Linked DNA regions of Mus musculus: all the other regions are linked to region 1. A link is a contact called in public HiChIP or PLAC-seq data. All regions are on one chromosome and are shown on one strand. The core of a region is the stretch at or near the end of the contact, and the rest is flanking DNA. Distances in the headings are between cores, read along the strand shown. Region 1 has its middle 24 kb from the start of Setx. Region 2 overlaps Tsc1 (TSC complex subunit 1). Region 3 overlaps Ak8 (adenylate kinase 8).

Evidence for each region. HiChIP or PLAC-seq counts read pairs in DNA pulled down with a chosen protein or histone mark.
Region 2: a contact with region 1 is called in an H3K4me3 HiChIP or PLAC-seq map of bone marrow-derived macrophages, with 2.9 times the contacts expected there. The contact joins two enhancer-like sites. A contact is called at or near these places in 1 of 115 datasets of contacts at active chromatin or transcription factors (bone marrow-derived macrophages) and 1 of 9 other capture datasets (liver).
Region 3: a FOXA1 HiChIP or PLAC-seq map of pancreatic cancer cells shows a contact between it and region 1. The contact joins two enhancer-like sites. A contact is called at or near these places in 2 of 115 datasets of contacts at active chromatin or transcription factors (bone marrow-derived macrophages and pancreatic cancer cells).

What each region holds. Positions count from the first base shown.
Region 1 is chr2:29,098,750-29,103,154 of GRCm38.p6, reverse strand. No RefSeq gene overlaps it. Among named protein-coding and RNA genes, the nearest start is that of Setx, 24 kb to the left of the region's middle. Within about 2 kb of position 2,129, at least 104 of the 459 cell types and tissues checked have an H3K27ac peak or open chromatin away from gene starts, as enhancers often do. A contact at or near this core is called in bone marrow-derived macrophages and pancreatic cancer cells, where this site is marked.
Region 2 is chr2:28,679,450-28,683,854 of GRCm38.p6, reverse strand. It overlaps Tsc1 (TSC complex subunit 1), which reads right to left. Exons shown (of 23, transcript NM_022887.4): 18 at 3,650-3,832; 19 at 2,554-2,664; 20 at 1,821-1,943. Among named protein-coding and RNA genes, the nearest start is that of Spaca9, 18 kb to the left of the region's middle. Within about 2 kb of position 1,959, at least 34 of the 459 cell types and tissues checked have an H3K27ac peak or open chromatin away from gene starts, as enhancers often do. A contact at or near this core is called in bone marrow-derived macrophages, where this site is marked.
Region 3 is chr2:28,717,923-28,722,327 of GRCm38.p6, reverse strand. The region is part of intron 5 of Ak8 (adenylate kinase 8); the gene reads right to left. Among named protein-coding and RNA genes, the nearest start is that of Mir3088, 13 kb to the left of the region's middle. Within about 2 kb of position 2,092, at least 5 of the 459 cell types and tissues checked have an H3K27ac peak or open chromatin away from gene starts, as enhancers often do. A contact at or near this core is called in pancreatic cancer cells, where this site is marked.

The DNA of each region.
Region 1 (4,405 bases), core at 880-3,379:
TTCATTCAAAGAAAGTCACCCTGACCCACCCTGACTGTTGCTGGAACCCGCTATGCAAAGGTGCTATTGTTAGAGGCTCCTAGAAAACTGTCTTGACTTTCCACTTCCTCGTGACTCTTAACTGGTATTTTTGGTATTTTCCAACCACGCCCTTCCCACCCCCTTGAGTTGTGGTTTCTTCCTTTAAATACCCCCTTACCCAACTACTCAGGGTGCCATGGTCCTCTACCCCTGCATGGTGTATGACTGTAGGCCCGAGAGCGCTCTTGAAATAAAAAGTCCTCTTGCAGTTTGCAACAAGACCTTGAGTGATTTGGGGTGTCACCTCTCTGGAGTCAGAACGTTGTGGGTCTTTCAATATCTCCCCCCCCCCCCCCCCCCCCCCCCGCTTACTTTTTGTTTTTGTTGAGACAGAGTCTCATTATTTAGCACTGACTGGCCTGGAAATTACTATATAGATCAGACTGGCCTCAAACCCACATAGATCTGCCTGCCTCTGCTTTCTCATTGCTGGGATTAAGGCATACACCACCATAAACAGCCAATTTTGCTCAACTCTTCCATTACTGCTTTCACTTTTGTTTTGGTTTTGGTTTTTTGGGTTTTTTTTTTGTTTTGTTTTGTTTTTCGAAACAGGGTTTCTCTGTGTAGCCCTGGCTGTCCTGGAACTCACTCTGTAGACCAGGCTGGCCTCGAACTCAGAAATCTGCCTGCCTCTGCCTCCCAAGAGCTGGGATTAAAGGTGTGTACCACCACTGCTCAGTGGGGGGTAGGAGGGGGTGGGAGGGGGAAGGGAGGAAGAGAGAAAAAGAAGCAGAGATTGATGTTGGGTGTCTTCCTTGATTGAGCTCCACCTTAGTTTTTGAGACAGGGTCTCTATTGAATAATTCAGGTAGAATGGTTGACCACCAAGTTCCAGGGATCTCTCTGTCTTAGCCTGGTACTGGGATTACAGACAGATGCTGGTGCACCCAGTTTTGTTTTGTTTTGTTTTGTTTTGTTTTGTTTTGTTTTGTTTTGTTTTGTTTTGTTTTAAGATTTATTATATCTAAGTACACTGTAGCTGTCTTCAGATGCACCAGAAGAGGGCGTCAAATCGCATTACGGATCGTTGTGAGCCACCATGTGGTTGCTGGGATTTGAACTCAGGACCTTAGGACGAGCAGTCTTAACCACTGAGCCATCTCTCCCGCCCTTATAATTTTTTTAAAGGTTTATTTCTTTTCTTTTTTTTAAAAAAGATTTATTTATTTATTATATGTAAGTACACTGTAGCTGTCTTCAGACACTCCAGAAGAGGGCGTCAGATCTTGTTACAGGTGGTTGTGAGCCACCATGTGGTTGCTGGGATTTGAACTCTGGACCTTAGGAAGAGCAGTCGGGTGCTCTTACCCACTTACCCACTGAGCCATCTCACCAACCCAAAGGTTTATTTCTTATTGATATGAGTACACTGTAGCTGTCTTCAGACACACTAGAAGAAGGCATCAGATCCCATTATAGATGGTTGTGAGTTACCATGTGGTTGCTGGAAATTGAACTCAGTACCTCTGGCAGAGCAGTCAGTGTTCTTAACTGCGGAGCCATCTCTCCAGCCATCTCTCTCAACTATGCAAAAATAAGGATACAATATGAATTATATGAGTGGCTTCACAAATCTAAAGGAACAAAGGTAGCTGCATTAATGAGCCAGCTTGTCAGAAAGATACAAAGGCAGGCAGATTCCTGAGTTCAATGTCAGCTTGGGACAAAGTCCAGGACCAGGTAGGGCAGAAATGGTAATTTCATGTCTGTGTCCCACCCAGCTAGCTCATTGACCGTGCTAAGCAGAGGGAGGCAGATCTCTGAATTCTTTTTTTTTTTTTTCCAAGAGAACAAAACTTTATTCATGTTTGGAGGCTAAGATGAGATGGCTCAGTGGTTGTTCTCCCATAGCACCTTGGTTCATTCAATAGCACACACATGGCAGCCCATGTCCAGTTCCAGGGAATCTTCATCTGGATTCCGAACACACTGATACATACTACACATTCATGGAAGAATGTCTATTACAGTAGTAGATAGGATCTGTGAACGGTGCCCACAGGGGAGATCGCGGAATTCTTTTGCAAAAGTGAAAGCAAAAGTATGGGGCTGGGCCACAGGATGCTGATTCATAGGATAACCGAAGGGAACCTGGAATAAACGACTGGATTGATATGTAAAATAAAAGACTGGGCTTGTGGTCTACAAGTTAGCCAGGGAATTTTGCAGGAGAGAACTGCTTGGAGAACTGAGAACAGAGAGAGCTGTCTGGAGATCTCTAGAGAAAGCAGATGAACAGAGAGAAGGCAGGCTGGGACCCTGTCTCCAGCAGAGCCTAGGCCACCAGCTTGGAGCCAGGATTTGACTTCGAGGCAGTTGTTTGTTTCTGCTGCGCCCAGGCATCCCTTCTTTCAGAAACTGTTTACCCGTGGCAGTTCATATGTATGGGGGTGCCGGAGGCCAGCCCCAGGGATGGCCAGGTCCCAGAGGGGAGGTAAAGAGTTGGTGAAGGAGGATTGAATCAGCAAAGCTGAAGACTCTTGCAGCTCTGACTGACTAGCAATCAGGTTGCTTCTTTATTTATATAGATCTCATAAAATAATGACAGAGGCATGATTTCCCAAGAAATACAAATCATATCATTTTTTCCCTGCACATGTGTTTGATTTTTTCATTGCAGGTCTGAAGTTGCAGATTCAGTTACAATTACCAAGTTCAGAAAGAACAGGTGTGATTTTTATTATCAGACCTATAACCCAATTTCAAGGAATCTGAGTTTTTCTGCCAAAGCATGCATACTTAATATACTGCACCCTATTCTTAGTCTGGCAGCATTTATAATTTCAAAGCACTAGACAAATGTGTGTGATTTTAAAAAGCACATGTCCTCCTAGCCTGGTCTCCTTGCCCAGTGCTGCGGCCCCTCACGACTTAGCTCCTACATCCTGCCTGATCCTCTGGCTGAGGCTGCTAGGCCCCCCAACAACCGTCCCTCCTGAGAATGCCTGGAGCCTGCCCACCTGAGTCAACACAGATGGAAAACATCAGACAGACTTAATATTTTAAAACTAGGCAGATAACACAACCACTGGGTGCGGAACCTATCGTCCTAAACTCATCAGCCTGCCTCTGCCTCCTGAGTGCTGGGATTAAAGGCGTGTGCCACCATGCTGGGCACTCATCAGCTCTCTTATATCAGAATTCTTCCGGTAGCCTACATGGTGTCTGTGCTCCAGGCCCAAAAGCCCCTTTCTAGATCTTGTCTCCGCCTCTTCCTCCTGGAACCCGGAAATCGCGTCTCTAAATCTTCGCCCTATGATTGGGCGAAAATCTGCCTGCCTCTGCCTCCCGAGTGCGAGTGCTGGGATTAAAGGCGAGTGCCACCCCCCCCCACCCACCCCCCCACCCCCGCAGAAGGGGAGGTCTTAATTCTTCATTCTGTTGTCAGGTATCCTCACCATTCTTTGTCCATCACTCTAAGCCCCTGTGTAGTGCAGAGATGGCTCCAGCCTATCTTTGTTGCTATATCTTTTTCTGGAAGGCCATACTATATGCAGCTCTCGATCTTATATACCACACAGTTGCCGGAGGGTAGAGTAGGAAGAGGCTTTGGATCTGATCTGCTGCCAACTCCTCTAGCCCACTGGATTTTGCTTACCTTTAAAGTTTACTTTGTTTGTATTATCTTGATCCTGGGCAGATGCTCCAAGAGTATCTTGGAGTGGAGCCTCATAAGGAGAGCTTTGGTATCTTTTTGTGAGTCACAACCTCCTAGGCATAAGAAAGACCTTCAGTTGGGCCCAGAAAAGGATATTTCCTAAAAGCAGGAGGGGTAATATTATCAGGACTTTCCTGGGGTCGCTTAGAAGTAGCACTCCTGGGAGAAGGCACAAATGATTCATAAGAAATTTCCCATCAATCCAATATTCCCAAGTTGTACAAATATTAAAAGGTCCGCAAGCATACAACACGTGGAGATCAAGACCAAGAGTGGGAGACACAAGACACAAGGGCTGTGACTGCATCTGTGGCTCAGCTAGGCTGGGTCATTGTTAATCAGCTCTGCTGGGTTTATGACTCTTTCCGGTCCCATTGGATACAGCACGCTGTGCCGTGGTAGTGTGCTCCGGGGCCATCTGAGCATTGTAAAGCTCCTCCCCCACTGCCCTGCATTGATTGCCAGCTTGCCTGGGGTGGGGGACACGCAGCCCAGTGAGGCTGTACATACTAACAGCCTGTCTTGATTCTCCCCTTGAGGAAGTCTCTGTTCACTCTTCACAGTTCTTCTTGTGTGTGCCAGCAAGTCTCTGAGAAGAGGGGGTAGGGTGGGGCAGACACGTTGGAGGTACTCTCAGAAGGTAAACTGGAGCTAATTACTCCA
Region 2 (4,405 bases), core at 710-3,209, 420 kb after region 1:
AGCTAACACTACATAGGGATATCCTATCTTGAAAAGCATGGCTCAGCATGCTCTTTAGGGGTGAGTCCTTGGGTCTGTTACCCACATGTTCTCAAAACTATTCTGCCTCCAGGGTAATTAATAGTTGGATTCTAGGTAGTTCTACTTTTGACATCCTCCAGAGTCTGAACTGGAGGCTGAGAATTAAGAAGCAACTCTCCCATCAATTTGTCTCCTCGGTTCTGACACAACACTCCACTTGGAGACCACAGATGACCTTTGATAGAACTTTGACCAGAGGGTGCTAAAGGCATTTGATGGAAGAGCAGTGTCAGAATGCCAGAGTATACTCTACCGAAATTCCAATCAAGTTCCTTTCCAACTGCCCGAGGCTGACTGTGCAGTGATCTAAGTGTCTGTCTCAGCACACTGACAAACACTAACTGGTCTCCATGCTGACACCAGGACCAAATGAACATCAGCAGGAGCAGAGTCTCAGGAGAAGGAAGCAAAATGGCGTGGGTGTTGAGGCAGAGCATCCTGCATACACCGTGGATCCTGAAGGGGTAGCAGACAGACCGGCTGCCCCCATCTCCCCTCTCTCCTGTGTGGCAGTACTTACATCTCATGCTTTCTCTGTGTGATGGTCAGTCTTACCAACTTATGGGTACAGAATCACTATGGAAACAAAGCTCTGGGCCTGTCTGTAAGAGATTGTCTAGACTAGCAAACTGAAGTGGTAGGATCAATCTTAAATAGGGGCAGCCCATCTAATAGGCTGGGGTCCCAGAAGAAATGTAAAGGAGAAGTGAGCTGCACATGAATCTCTCCTGTTCACACTCCTCCACAATGTCCCCTCCTGACTGTGACAGTGTGAGCCCTGTTCACACTCCTCCTCCATGTCCCCTCCTGACTGTGACAGTGTAAGCTCTGTTCACACTCCTTCTCTATGTCCCCTCCTGACTGTGACAGTGTGAGCCCTGTCCACACTCCTCCTCCTCCATGTCCCCTCCTGACAGCGACAGTGTGAGCCCTGTTCACACTCCTCCACCATGTCCCCTCCTGACTGCGACAGTGTGAGCCCTGTTCACACTCCTCCACCATGTCCCCTCCTGACTGTGACAGTGTGAGCCCTGTCCACACTCCTCCACCATGTCCCCTCCTGACTGCGACAGTGTGAGCCCTGTTCACACTCCTCCACCATGTCCCCTCCTGACTGCGACAGTGTGAGCCCTGTCCACACTCCTCCACCATGTCCCCTCCTGACTGTGACAGTGTGAGCCCTGTCTACACTCCTCCACCATGTCCCCTCCTGACTGTGACAGTGTGAGCCCTGTCCACACTCTTCCTCCATGTCCCCTCCTGACTGTGACAGTGTGAGCCCTGTCCACACTCCTCTACCATGTCCCCTCCAGACTGCGACAGTGTGAGCCCTGTTTACACTCCTCCTCCATGTCCCCTCCTGACTGTGACAGTGTGAGCCATGTCCACACTCCTCCTCCATGTCCCCTCCTGACTGCAACAGTGTGAGCCCTGTCCACACTCCTCCTCCATGTCCCCTCCTGACTGCGACAGTGTGAGCCCTGTTCACACTGCTCCTCCATGTCCCCTCCTGACTGTGAACCAGTCAACTTTTCCTTGTTTCCGTTACTTTTGTCAGTCTGTCCCAGATAGGAGGACAGTAACTGACATTCATGTAGCCTGGACCTCTGCAAAGCGGCCCCATCAGGGCACATGATGTCTTCCTGTGCCTGGACACTGCAATGTGGCTGGGCCTGGCTGCTCTGCAGAACACGGGGCCGGGCAGTGCAGTTTTGTGTCTCAGTGCCCGGGCCACTTACCTTGGTGGTGTCAGGATGCTTGCTCTGCAGCTGCTCCAGGTACAGCTCATTGACCTCCCCGAGCACCAGGAGCTGCCTATTCAAGAACTCCATCTGCTGCTGCACTGACTCACTGTTGGAGAGCTGCCAGATGGAAGTGAGAAAGTGCAAGTTCAGCATGGCAAAACTAGGCAACAGACAGCAACAGTAACTACTGGGGAGCACAGTACAAGGCAGAGCAGAATAAACCATTCCCACTGAGTCCATGGATAATGGAGAAGAAGGTGCCCAAGGGCAGCAGAAACACACTGAGGTTGTTCTCTGCACAGAAGCAACACGAATGCACTTCAATACAGCTGGCCCAAGAACACTGGAGCAGAGGCAGCTCTGTAAAGCCCCAGTGTACCCCAGTAACCTCTTTCTGAATACATGACACAGATCTCACTGAATACCTATGGAAAGCCACAGTTCAAAAGCCTTAACAGACTTCAAAAACAAGGCATTGAAAAGAGTTCCATGGGATGTGCCTGGCCTCAGCTCGTCGGGTACTTTTGTTGTGAGGACCGTCTGCATTGGAGGGTGTACTGCACTTGGAGGTCAATACCCATGGGTCCTTCCCACTCGAACCAACGTCTCCAGATGTCGCCAAATGTTTTTGGGTAGAATCGCTCACTGCTGGATCACCAATACAGACATACAAGTAATATACCTGTCTGCCTGATGCAAGAGTCAGCAGGTGAGGGTCTAATCTTACCTTCTGAGAGACCTGGCTGAGCAGCAGCTCAGTGTGGCACACCTTGTTGTTAGCCTTCTTCAGCTCCACCCGAAGCTCCGCAATCATGTTTCTGCAGTCCTCCAGCTTTGTCTACCAAAGACAGTTGACCATGAGGTTACAAGAGCACAGACCGGCACAGCCACGGACAGAGGCAGAGCTGGGGATGCGCTGCTCCTCAACTGCTCTCTTGTCTATCAGTATCAGACTTTACAGTTTAAAGGGAGAGATTCTGAGTCTCTTCCTACTTAAAATAAGGGAGGGGGGCCTTCCCAAAGACCTGATCCCTACAAGTCCAAAATTGCATGTCCAGACCATGCAACTACACAGAAACTGGCCCAGACCTTTCACTCTTTTGAGGGTACTACAGCGACATCTGTGGGACATCATGGGAACTACCGATTAATTGGTAGAGATTAATTATCCTACGAGTGTGAGGATAATGCCACATCCCGGCAACACTGGGCTTTTAATATTTATGTGCTAAAAAAGCAGTATGAGAAAACAGAGAGGAGGAGGAAATGAAGTGTCACTGTCTACTGATCCCAAAGCCAAAGCACTGTGTGATGACAACAGAGTCACTTGACTTAGCAATCATGGCTATTTAAAAGTGAAGTCTAAAATATTTTAAATGTAGGCGTGCTGTTTCTGAGCCACTATGCCAAGAGGAATCAACCCCACAGAGCATTCAGATCCCTTAGAGCAGCAGCTCCCAATGTGTGGGTCCTGACCTATCTCCTATGGTCCTAGGAACCCAGATATAAATTTATTTTGTTATTTCACAAGTGTAATTTTGCTACTGAGTGGTTTATGTCAGTTCCTAAGACCATAAGAAATATGTGCTTCTCCTACGGTCGTGACCCACATGTTGAGAACTGCTGACTTAGTTGTTTCTTTTGGCTTCAGGGTGTTGGGAACACTAGGGAAACACTGAATGGAGAAAGCTAGGGACTTCTGTCCTCGGATCCATTCCATACACAATACACTTGTCACTTCAGAGCATAGTGTTCATCTCAGGCAAGCTGAGTGAGGTGTGAGGACACAGCTGACACCATGCCTTCTGTTACCCGCCTGGTACCTGTAACTCCTGACTCTGGTTGTAGAATTCTTCTCGGTCATGCTGTAGCTGTCTGATCTGGCTATGCAGTTGGGTCACCATGGTGTCACGTTGTTCCTGAAGCTGACTGTATCGGGCTTGTTCTTTCTGCAGACTCACCTTCCACATCTGTATGTCCTTCTCTTGTAACTTCAACTGATCTTTCTAGCAAAGGCAGAGACACTATCATTTTAGCTGTCACCCAACATGGGCAGTGACACTCAAGGTTAACACGTTACCAACATTGACAGTCAACACACTGCTCTGAAATTCTAATCACACACTTATGGGTCTGGTGCCTCTCTACTGTCAAAAGTTTTCCAAACTGCACATTAGCACATAGAACTTTCCTCAAGGAACTTCTCATGCTTGCTACAGTCCTAGCTGCCTTCTGAGGAGGGCCTTGAATACACAGTGTGGTAGTCCTCTAAAGCGCTGGGCCCTGACTGAGCACTCTGTGGGCCAGGCAGAACAAATGCTTGTTGGCACGAGTTAACACACTGGCTACAACACAGACTGCCACTATCACTTATCATCTACAGAAAAGGTAAAGAGGCATCAGAAGGCTTAACCCAAGTCACCTGCTGTGGTGCACACCTTAAATCCCAGCACTTGGGAGGCAGAAGCAGAGGTAGGTGGGTCTATGTGAGTTTGAGGCCAGTCTGGTCTACATAGTGAGTTCCTGTTCAAGCTATATGGAGAGACCCTGTCTCAAACAAACAACCCACCCCCCAACAA
Region 3 (4,405 bases), core at 843-3,342, 380 kb after region 1:
TATGTATACACTGCGCGTGCGCACGCACACACACACACACACACACACACACATCTGGAGGCTTGAGAGAGGATGAGATTCCCTTCTTGTGTCATTGAGACTGGGACAGCAGCCATTTGTTTCTGCTGTGTGACTGAGGGCTCCCGTTACTGCCGATGGGGGCTGATTGTGGCATTCCTCCAATGTGGTAGCTCTCTGTATGGTCAACAAGGAGAACCTCCTCTCCAGTCTGCTGAGATACATTACCTGCTCCAGAGGAGGGAACTACACAGATGTGGGCACCAGGAAGTAGAAAACCAAGAGCAGAATTTGGCAGCAGGCAGCCCTGCCAAGGAGGGCTGGGGGACTCTTAAGGACACTGCCTGGAAAAGTATAAGTGCACAGATGTCTGTGTGCGTGTGGAGGCTGCACATGTGCCTGTGTGCATGTGGAGGCTTGCACATGTGCATGTGTGCATGTGGAGGCTTGCACATGTGCATGTGTGCATATGAAGGGTGATTCTGCTAGACTCTTGGGCTAATAAGTAAGTGCCAGGGATCTGTCTGACTCTGTCCCACCAGCTGGGGTTACAGATGTGTGCCATGTCCAGATTCCTATTTATTTTAAAGAAACAGCTGCTTCCTCTGTGTATAACAGCATTTTCTGAAGGGTGAGCTTCCAAGGCAGGTTTCTCCACAGATGTCCTGAGGGGAGGAATCATGTGGTGGTGGCGGCGGCGGCATAGGGTGACCAGGAGAAGGGTCTCCGGTATGCTCTGAGCTCTGAACTATTTGAATGGATGTTCTGTGGCCAAAAATATATTCCCTTTTTGTTTTCTTTCTGCCACATCAGGTTTTTGATGCAGCGCTGGGAATTGAACCCAAAGCCCCCTTCATGCTGGGAAGCCACATGAAGGAAGCCATGGGAAGAAGTCTGGGCACTTGCAGAAATCTGGACCAGGAAAGAGAGTGTCAATCACCATATCCAACAGAACAGCCACATGTGGGCCTGGGGCACCCAGTATCTCTGCTTCTGACCCTGCCTTTCTGCAGACTTCTCAAGCTCACGCCTTCCTCAAGAAGTGGTGTGGGCACGCTGACCTCTGGGACACGACTGTCCCTCGGGGCTACCTCTTATATCTCTGGCAGGTTGAGCTGCCGCCTTTTCATAGTTCTCAAACAAACTGCTAATTTCTCTTTCTCTAATGCATTTGATGGTCACTTCAAATAAAATTCTTCAAAGAGATTGCAAAAGAAGAAAAAAGCAGGGGAAAGAAAAGAAACAGGGCATTAACTACAGACTCCTGATGGGTTACGCTTCCCCGAACGCACGCTCTTCCTGAGATCTTTTTGTGCTCTCAATTACCAATTCTAGTCCCTGTGTAGCTAAATAATAATAATTACCATATAAATGAATATGCATATGTGTCATTTTTCTCCCGAAAAAGCAAGAGAGCCTGCTTGTTTTGGGTGAGGGTTTGTTTTGCTTTTGAACAACCAAAGCTCATAATTAGAAGCCTCGCCTCACCCTGGAAATCTGTCTCCGTCGGGAAGAGATGAAAAACAGCTCCGGATGCCCCTTGAAGGTTAAAAGAAATCTTAAAACAAATTAAAAGAGGTGGTTCTTCCCTCTGTAGGTAACAATGGCTGGGGCACAACCACAGTCACAGACATGTAGGTCAGAGACGAAGACACCGCTGTCTTCAAGGCCAGTGCCATCGTTGGACAGGGGAAGTGGGAGGCATGAAGCACGGACAGAACGATGGCCAAGACTCAGGAGACATCCCAACCATGACAGGAGGTCCCTCCCCAGGACGACACTGATGTCAAACTCAGGCCTATACACACACACACATACACACACACAGGCACAATCGCCTGCATGTGCACACTCGGGAGAGCACACACATACACACACACACACACACACACACACACACACACACAGAGGAAAACTGCAACCACTTCAAGAGATGGAGCCCTCAGCCTGGCCCCATGTGCTGTGAGCCTGATCAGGGTGGCCACCAATAGGTCACGGGTTTTCTAAATAGCACAAATGAGCCCGCCATGAGACATGGCAGCTAAAGCTCTTCCTGTCATCAGTCACCATGGCAATAAGTATTATAAATATCTGTGTGGTCAACAGTGCCAGTCACAACACAGTGTAATCACACGGAATAAGATCGATAACAGGAAATGTCATCATTCTGATGGCAGAGGGAACTCTTGGCAAGGACTCTGGAAGCCTGACTTTGAACATGGGTCTACACTGCAGGTTTCCTGTGAAAGAAGGCTTAGACCACGCTTGTAAATAGGCTCTAGAAGGGCTGCTGGACATCAGACTTCATTGGGCTACGGATGCAGCTCAGGTAGAAGAGAGAGTGTCTGCCATATGCAAAGTCCTGGGCTCACCATTCCCTGCTCTACACAGACCAGGTGCCATGGTCCATGTCTCTAACCTCAAGCACTTAGGACATGTGGGCACAAGGATCAGAGATACAGTGCCAGAGTGAGCTACATGACTTTTCTGTATCTTGGAGGGCAAGCCTGAGACACACAACTGAAATCACAGAAGAACCAGTTTCTCCGAAACCATGTTTCAGTTTTAAAGGTTTATTAATTTATGTGTACATGTATATGTATGCATGTATGTATGCAAATATGCATGCAACTACCCAAGGAGGCCAGAAGAAGGGATTTGATCCCCTGGAGCTGGACCTATGGGCAGTAGTGAGCTACCTGATTGTGGAAACCAAACTCTGGTCCTCTGCAGAGCTGCAAGCATTCTTCATTGTTTTGTCATCTCCAGCCCTTCCTATTGCATTTCTAATGTGTTAACATAAAACAGACAGGCCGCTGAGTTCATGCAAATGTGTCTTGCTGCCAGGACACACAAGACCACTCTAACTCAGCCTGAGGCACTTGTGACTCTGCACTGCAGGCTAGGCTTCCACACCAGAAACACTGTCCCTGGGAAGAAGTGGCATGAGAATCAATCAATCAATACACTCTCATCAGTCAGTACAGTTTTGTCTACTCTGAGGCTTGAGAGGCCAGTGACTCTCAGAGCTGCTCAGCTGGCTCCAGATGCCCCTCTTGGTTCCCACACTAGCCTGTTTGTCCTGTTCCATGACACCAAGGAGAACTTCCTCTCCCCTTCTCTCTTCACCTCCTTGTCTCCCTCCCACCTTCTGTGCTTCCCTGCAGTTATGGCTGAAGGATGGCAAGGAAGCCCACAGGGCACCCCCATAGACATGTCCTCTCTGCCATGACTGCCAGGCCCCTCTAGGGTGACTCCAGCAACACAGACCAGTTTATGCACCTGGTCAATCCTAGATGCTTTTGTAAAGTTTCACTGGGCTGCAGTGTGCCCTTCCAGACACCTGTATGTAGCTGCTTTTCCGTTACATCAGAGCTTAATACCTGCCACACAGACATAGAGCCAGCAAGCTCGAAGCTGATCTCATCACGGCAAAGCTTGTCAGAAGAGCCCCAGCTCTAGGAGGCAGAGGCAAGTGGATCTCTCTGAGGTCAAGGCTCATCCGGTCTACAGAATGAGTTCAGGGACAAGGTCCCAAGAAACAGGAGCACATGTCCTGCTAACCCTCTCTTCCTCTATTACCCTAGTATGTGAATTTGGTTTCTCTTTTTTTCTTTTTCTTCCTTCCTTCCTTCCTTCCTTCCTTCCTTCCTTCCTTCCTTCCTTTCTTTTTCTTTCTTTCTTTCTTTCTTTTTTAAAGATTTATTTATTCATTATATTTAAGTATACTGTAGCTGTCTTCAGACACTCCAGAAGAGGGCGTCAGATCTAGTTACAGATGGTTGTGAGCCACCATGTGGTTGCTGAGATTTGAACTCAGGCCCTTCGGAAGAGCAGTCAGTGCTCTTAACCGCCGAGCCATCTCACCAGCCCCCAGGAGAGCATTTCTAAAGGCTTAACTGAACAGAGAAAACCCACCCTGAACATGAGTGGCGTCATTCCGTGGGCTGAACTCTGAGTGAGCTGAGCACAAACAGCCATCTCTCTCTGCTTCCTGTCTATAAACACAACGTGGCTGATTGCCTCATACTCCCCCCACCCCCATCCACCACGGTGTTTTCCCCAACAGTATCCCAAGGAAATGTGCTGAGAAATGAAGGCTTCCATCTCACCCAAGGCTCCTGGGTGGTAGAGAGGCAGCAAGGGATGGCATGACCCTGCCGTCCTCACAAGCCAGGTCCTCGTCAAAACCAAATCCCAGAGCAGCCTGAGTGGACTACGTTAGACAGAACCCAAATGAGTCCATTACCCGCCAAGACAAAAAGTCAACATTCCCCAGACGACAGGACCCAGAGTCTCACGATGTGAAAAAGCATCCAGGATAAAACCCACTCAGCCCAAGGAGATCAAGGCCAATACTGACTTATGTGGAGGGAAAAACCATTAT